Linked DNA regions of Mus musculus: region 1 is linked to region 2. A link is a contact called in public HiChIP or PLAC-seq data. All regions are on one chromosome and are shown on one strand. Each heading gives the region's core, a stretch centred on a gene start, on an enhancer-like site or on the middle of the called end of the contact. The rest is flanking DNA. Distances are from core to core; before and after follow the strand shown.

Region 1 (3,369 bases), core at 687-3,186, 120 kb before region 2:
GAAGAACTTACTGGCACTGCCTCTGGCCTTTGCTTCTGCTCTGCTGCAGCACATGGAGAAGATAAGGAAAGCCTCTGGGCTGTAGCACTTTGGGTCACACAGTGACCTGGCTGGCTGTCACCTGTCTATCTGTAGCACCTTGGGTCACACGGAGGCCTAATTGTGTCACCCAACCATGCTGAGCAGAAGCAACAGGAAGCCTAGGGTCCTGAAACCATGCACAAATGCCTTCTTCGGTCAAGGTCCTGGCATCCTCTCCTCTCTGCCCATCAGTGCATCTAATCACAGAGAACAGTCAGTCTCTCTGCTTTACTGTGGTAGATGTGGACCCAGCAAAGGAATAATGAGACTAGAGGTAGCCTTTGGGATGTCAGTGCCTCTCTCCTGCTGTCATTGCTCCTGCAGTGGGGTCCTACAGGGGCAGAGAGTACTCTTTGTACCACAGTCTCTGTAACCCCAAAGCCAGTATCAATGTTTCCATCAGAGACATTGGACCTGAATCTGGTCTGGTGAGTGGGCTGGTTACTAGGGCTTTCCTAGTGCCTAACCTGCATCAGCCTATCTGGCTATGCATAGCAACCCCATGACCAGCAAGTGATGTGCTGGGTGTTGACTGAAAACAGGGAAGACTGTGACCCTAGATGGAAGCAGATGCCCAGACATGAATGTGGGAAAGCTCCGTGCCACACACAGCATTGACATGGGCATGCTGCCTTCCACTTGCATATGTATGTACACAGCATATCAGATGCCCAGGAAGGCAGGGAGTGCAAAGCCTTAGATGGGGAAGATACAGCACTGAAACCAAAATTCAGTCAGTCGGATGAAGATACAATCCAAAAGCCAAACTAATAAGCATGTTAAGCGAGCCTCAGTTACTGAAGATGATACCCAGCTCCTGTGTTTATTAGGGATGTTGAGGGGAGTATCTGGCGCGCTCCACTCAACGTGTCCCTCTGCCTTTGCAGGTTTTGGGTACTTGACAAAACAGCTGATGGGCTTAGCTGGTGGCCGGCTTGTGCTGGCCCTTGAGGGAGGCCATGACCTGACAGCCATCTGTGATGCTTCTGAAGCCTGCGTGTCTGCTCTGCTGGGAAACGAGGTATGGAGCGGTCCTGGCCCTGCAGAGTGTGCTCACCACAGGCACCAGGCCGCTGCACAGAGCTCAGACGGCAGAGGCCAGCCACCTCCCATCTGAGGGGCAGTTCACCCAGCACGGGGCTACAGCTGTATCCCAGCCCGGGTAGGATGTCTGACCTTGGCTAAGAGATGAGCAGAAGGGACACAGAGCGGGGCCAGGACACAGAGGCACTCGCTGCAGCACGTTCTCCCTTCCTGTTTCACTCGTGTGGAGGATAACGTGCTGGCCAGGCCTCATGCTGCTCCTCAGCTCTCCAGTGTGGTCCGGTGTCTATGGGAGCTTGTCTGCAGGCTTGGGTGGAGTCAGCATGCACAAGCCGAGCTTTCAGCTTAGGGCTGGGCTGGGACCTCTTTACTCAGCTATCATATATCCTGTGACTCAGGAGCAATGCTTAGATTCGGGTTCTGCACTGCCCCACTAGTACTGCCAGGCAGAGTTGGGGACATTGGCCTGCACAGTAGTCTTCAGTGGGTCAGTCACATAAAGTTTTTGAGGGTTAAAGTACAGTGAGCACCATGTGAGTTCCCTCCTGCTATGTTGATGAAGACCCCTTGTTGACATTCCTAGCTCCTTGTGTTTATAGCTGCACACAACAGAGACCCAGTTGGAATGAGCTTCAGGTTAGAATGAAGGTGATGTCACATAACCCTGGGAGCCCCAAATGCTTGTGGTAAAACTGACACATAACCTTCATTGAAGAATTCCCAAATCTGAATCTGTCTAGGCCAATGGTTCTCAACCTTCCTAATGCCCTATTAAAGGAACTCTTTTATGCAGTTCCTCAGATTGTGGTGACCTCCCCCCCCCCAACCATAAAGTTACTCATTGCTACTTCATAACTGTAACTTTGCTACTGTTATGAATCATAATGTAAATCTGTTTTCCGATGGTCATAAGTGGCCCCTGTGAAAGGGCCATTCAGCCCTCCCCCTACCCCCACCCCCCGCAGAAGGGTCACGACCCATAGGTTGAGAACCACTAGTCTAGGCCTCTCTGGCTGGTATGTATATCTGTTACCTAATTTATGTATGTGATTCTTGCTTCATAGATCTTACTCACATTGATCCCCTATGGGTGCTGTTTAGGTGCTAGGAAGGAAAGAACCAGGAGTAAGGAGCACACCACACAGATCCTGGAGCCTGTGTCACATAGGAGCCCCTCGGCTTCAGGATTAGAGTGGCAAGTGGGTCAGCAGCTCTGCGATCTGCGGCGCCTGCTGCACCTGCTCTTCTGGGCTTATGAAACTGCTGTCCCCACCATGTAGGCCAGGGACTAGATGGCTCTTAAGGAAGACCCTCTCTGACCTGGTTTGCCAACACCTGCCAGCCCAGGGTTGGCCCATGTGACACAGAGATCAGGATTGCTCTTGAAGGTTCTTGTCAGAATTGCACACAATACCAGACTCAAAGTTAAATGCATGTTCTGTGTGGTGTGCTCTGCAAGTTTCACTCTAGAAAGCACAGGGTAGGAGAGAAGAGTGAAACTGCTGCCTCACTATGTACAGCTTTTAAGCTTCTGGAACCAAATGCATATTCCTCCCTCAACCTTCTGTGGACACTATTATAAGAGAAACCCTGCTAGTTATGCCTTGCTACAGCTCTGACCCATGCCATCAGTGGGGTGTTCCTTCATCAGAGAAAGTAGGTGTACACCTTAGCCAAGTCTTTCCATCAGGCCCTGAGTACATCAACCAAGCACTGAGCCTCACCCCCCAGCCCCCACTCCCCAGTCTCATGGTTGCCAAACCTCCCTGCCCTCCATTGTAGCTGTCATGAGAGAAAACCATCTAAACTCAAATAGAGAGCAGGTACTTAAGGAGGCGGGTCAGAGGCAGCAGTCAGCCACACGTGTCCCCAGCCCTGCCTGGCCAGCAAAGCTTGCTCCCACTGACTTCCCTGAAATCCTAAATGTGAAAAGGCCACCAGACTAATTGGCATTATTTTCCAAGATTTCCATTTATACATAGGTCTCCACAACATTTACCTTTAGACATTTTCCCTTATGGGAAAGATGAAAGAGAGCACACAGGATACTTTCCTACTGTGTGACTCCTGGTCTAAGGTTATTGAGGATGCCAGATGCTCATGGGTAGGCTCAGAGCCCTGACATAGTGGCAGCTAGCAACTGTGCTCAATGCTCCAGGAAGCCTAGGGATGGCAGCCTGGCCTAGGTTCCCCACAGCATACTGCAGATCCTGACCCTACTGTAGGAAGCTAGGAACTGGAATT
Region 2 (3,551 bases), core at 462-2,961:
AGAGCTGCTTGCAGGGACAGGAAGAGGCTCCTGTTAGAAGGCTGAGGTTTCAAGTAGCAGAGCCTGCTGCAGAAGCAGAGTTGCCACACAGAGCTTCAGGACCCTGAGTCCACCACAGTTACTCCCTTTTCTCACTATGGAAGTGCTGATTGACATAAGTGATCAAAGAACACGAATTCATCGCACGCTCTTTAGCACATTTTGCCAAAGTGTGTTACAAACTTTGTAAATATATCAATGTTAAACTACCTTTTTGTCCCATACAGAAACCCTCTTATTTCCCCGACGATGATATATTCTTTAGAAAGATTAGTACATTTCTTTTTCTTGCAAATGACCTAGAATTTTAACTTCTGAAGAAGTTGATTTCTCTTGCTTCTGTCAGGTCCCTTGCTGGCCTCGGGAGAAGCCAAAGTGAAGGCTCTTGTGGGCCCACAGGCTTCTCTTTCTTCTGATGTAGCTTCTGCTATGTTGACACATCATAGGGAAGACTTTTGTCTCTGCAACTGCTGCTGAAACCCAGTTCTGTCTAATAGCGGTGTACATGGGATAGAGGAATCAGGACTCAGCTAGACACAGGCTCTCCCAGGTGGATGTCTCTACCATCCATGAAGCTCCTGCTTACCATCTGCTCAGGCTTCATGCATCTTATGCATGTATGTATGTATGTATGTATGTATGTATGTATGCATGCACGTAAATGTTTTCTTTTTTAATTATGTGTATGCCAGTGTGCATGTGGGTATAAGTGCCCATGGAGGCCAGAAGAGGTTGCCGGAGCCCCTGGAGCTTGTGTTTTTGATGGTTGTGAGCTGCCTGGCATGGGTGCTGAGAACAGAACTTCAATCGTCTGCAGGAACAACCAGTGCTCTTCACCGCTGCACTTACTTTTGAGATAAGGTCTCACTGTGTTTCTGAGGCTGGCCTGGTCCTTACTATGTAATTGAGGCTGGCCTTGGACTTTATTTACATATTTATTTGCTGGGGGTGTTTTTGGGTGCACATATGCATGCAGGTGTGTGTGCACATGTATGTAAGTAGGGCGGGTCAGAGTGCTCTTCTTCAGTTGCTCTCTGCCTTATCTTTTGAGGCAGATCCCTCCCCGGATCTCCCAGTTACTTTTGAGCCCTCGGGACCCTCCTGTCTCTGCCTCCACGGTGCTGGGATTGAAAACACTTTTACCACGTCACCCAACTTTTGCGTACAGGTTCAAGGGGTTGAACCTGGGTCCTCATGTTCCTGCAGCAAACACTGCCAGCCGAGCCAGCTCCCAGCCTCTTACGTTCACTTCCGTGTTCCTGCTGGGATTGCAAGTGAACACCAGCACACTTGGCTGTGTCTCCTAATAGTGAGCTTCTTGGCAGTAGTAGTAGACAGCAGTTAGCTTGTAAGGGGCACAGATGACCACTGGGTTTCTTTCTTTCTTTCTTTCTTTCTTTCTTTCTTTCTTTCTTTCTTTCTTTCTTTCTTTCTTTCTTTCTCTCTTTCCAGAGTTATGGAGCTGGAGACCTGAACTCTAACCTGAAGCCTGGGCCTTTCCTGCATCCATTTCCCTCCAAGCCCCGACAGTGCTAGAGCCCATGACCAGCCACCTCCTTTGTCTGTCTTTATTGCATCAGAATCTTCTAAAGTAAACTTTCACCCAGCCAGGGCTGTGCAGGGCCAGAGGGCTTTGCCAGGGATCTGTGAGGTAACTTTCCATCTGTTTATTTATGCTTTGCTACTTGGGGACAGGGGGAGAAAGGCACAGGGACCTAGGAGTCCCAGAAGCTAAGCAGAGTGGCTGACATCATGGGAATTTGTATGGCCTGACTCACGCTGTCCCCTGGTGAGGGAGTAGAAGTTCACAAAGTGCCTTTGGCTCCTGTGTCACCAGGAATTTGCAGTGTTGCAGCGGCTGGAAGCCCAGCCCTTACAGATGGTGTGAGATCCCACAGTTTCCAGCCACATGGAGCACACAGCCACAGGGACTCTCTAAGGAAATGTTGGTCAGCATCACAGAGTTTTCCAAATTTCCTCTTTCATCTCTTGGCCAAGTCTACCTTTATCCAGTGGTGGAATGGCTGGAACTCTTCTGTCCCAGTGGGCAGTACAGTCAGAGGGGTCCTGAGATGACCTTTTCTTCTGCTAAGTCCTGAAGGGGACATCCCCCCATCCTGTCCTCAAGGCTCCTTGAGAGACTTCTGACTGCCATGTTTCAACCCAGTGAAGAAAAATGGAACTGAGTCCTCTGTGGCCCAGGAGAGTGACAGATACCAGCTGCCCTGCCTCCCTCCCTGGTTTGCCCTGACAGATCAAACCATCTCAAAAGAGGCGATGCCAACAACTGTCTTTCATAGCTGGAGCCGTCTAGTGACAAGAACACTGTAAATCCACTCAGGCTGTGATAGGCTGTGGTTCTTTGTCCTAGAGCCGGTGCCTTCCCTGTGGATTTCATTTCTGCTTCTCTGGGACGTTATGAACAGAGTCTCCGTGAGGACAGCTGGTCACAGGGAGGGGACTGGTGTGATAAAGAGACCGTGAAACCCAGAACATAGATGTGAGGGTCCACCCACATCTGGAGGATAAGTCAGGGAATCCAGTGCTACGCGGACCCAGTTGATCACCGTGATAGAACAAGCTTTGTGGACATCAAAAAGCATGATAGAAGAGCATACTGTGCTTATAGCCACAGTATTCATGAAAGTCAAAAGTGGGAAGCTGTACAACATGAAATATCATTTAGCCTTAAAAAAATGAAATCTTGGCATAGCTGTAACCTGGGTGGACCATGAGGCATATGCTAACTGAAGTAAGCTAGTTACAGTGATAAATCCTGTGGAATTCCTGTCATAGGAGGTCCCCAGAGGCAGGAACTAGAATGGCACCAAGAGCCAGGGCAGGAGATGGGAGTTAGTGTTTAATGAGGGTGTAGAGGCGGGTGCTTCTGACGGTTGTTACAGTGTGTGATGAAATTACTCACCTAGCAAACAGTGCAAGCTTGATCAGTGCCACAGAACCACACACCTAAACACTGTAAGGATGGCAACCTTTACATTGTGTTTTATAATTACAAACACGGAGATATCTCTGCCATGGTAACTGGAAAGCAAAGGACCCATGGTCAGGGTCTCAGCAACAGGCCTTGACCATCTTCACGCCCTCTCTAACTTTTTGGCATCACGTCCTTAGAATAGTCTCCAGTCAGAGTTCCTGGATCAGTTGTAGGTGTTCCGGGTCAACTTTGTGTCCTCGAGTGCCAAGGTCAGCCCAAGGTAAAGCCATTTCTTTTACCATCTGAACTTTAGCCCAGGGAAATGGTGTTCTAGGTAAGACCTGGCTAGGCCATGGTCTGTACTGTAGGCCAGGGCTGGGGGGCCAAGGCAGTGTGGAGGTTTGGTGGGTCAGGAGAGTGACTGTATGGATGGCAGGTCTTCTAGCAATTTCTAACCTGAATCAGAGCTACTGATTTTCAAAAGAGAGGGCTGAGTCTGTACATCAACCAGAGGCTGTGTGTGCACTGAAATCTGGCATCTACCTACCTGTACATAAAGAGAAGGAGAGGCATACCC

The links. HiChIP or PLAC-seq counts read pairs in DNA pulled down with a chosen protein or histone mark.
Region 1: a contact with region 2 is called in an HNF4G HiChIP or PLAC-seq map of pancreatic cancer cells. The contact joins two enhancer-like sites. A contact is called at or near these places in 4 of 39 promoter capture datasets (cranial neural crest, hippocampal neurons, liver and 1 more), 5 of 484 Hi-C or Micro-C datasets (the AML12 cell line, cerebral cortex, cortical neurons and 2 more), 1 of 115 datasets of contacts at active chromatin or transcription factors (pancreatic cancer cells) and 2 of 9 other capture datasets (adipose tissue and pancreatic islet).

What each region holds. Positions count from the first base shown.
Region 1 is chr1:91,943,633-91,947,001 of GRCm38.p6, reverse strand. Hdac4 (histone deacetylase 4) reads left to right here. Exons shown (of 27, transcript NM_207225.2): 24 at 969-1,102. Among named protein-coding and RNA genes, the nearest start is that of Gm46242, 66 kb to the right of the region's middle. Within about 2 kb of position 1,936, at least 15 of the 459 cell types and tissues checked have an H3K27ac peak or open chromatin away from gene starts, as enhancers often do. A contact at or near this core is called in pancreatic cancer cells, where this site is marked.
Region 2 is chr1:91,821,906-91,825,456 of GRCm38.p6, reverse strand. All of the region lies in intron 1 of Twist2 (twist basic helix-loop-helix transcription factor 2), which reads right to left. All of the region lies in intron 1 of Gm46117 (a long non-coding RNA gene), which reads left to right. Among named protein-coding and RNA genes, the nearest start is that of Gm46117, 7.6 kb to the left of the region's middle. Within about 2 kb of position 1,711, at least 72 of the 459 cell types and tissues checked have an H3K27ac peak or open chromatin away from gene starts, as enhancers often do. A contact at or near this core is called in pancreatic cancer cells, where this site is marked.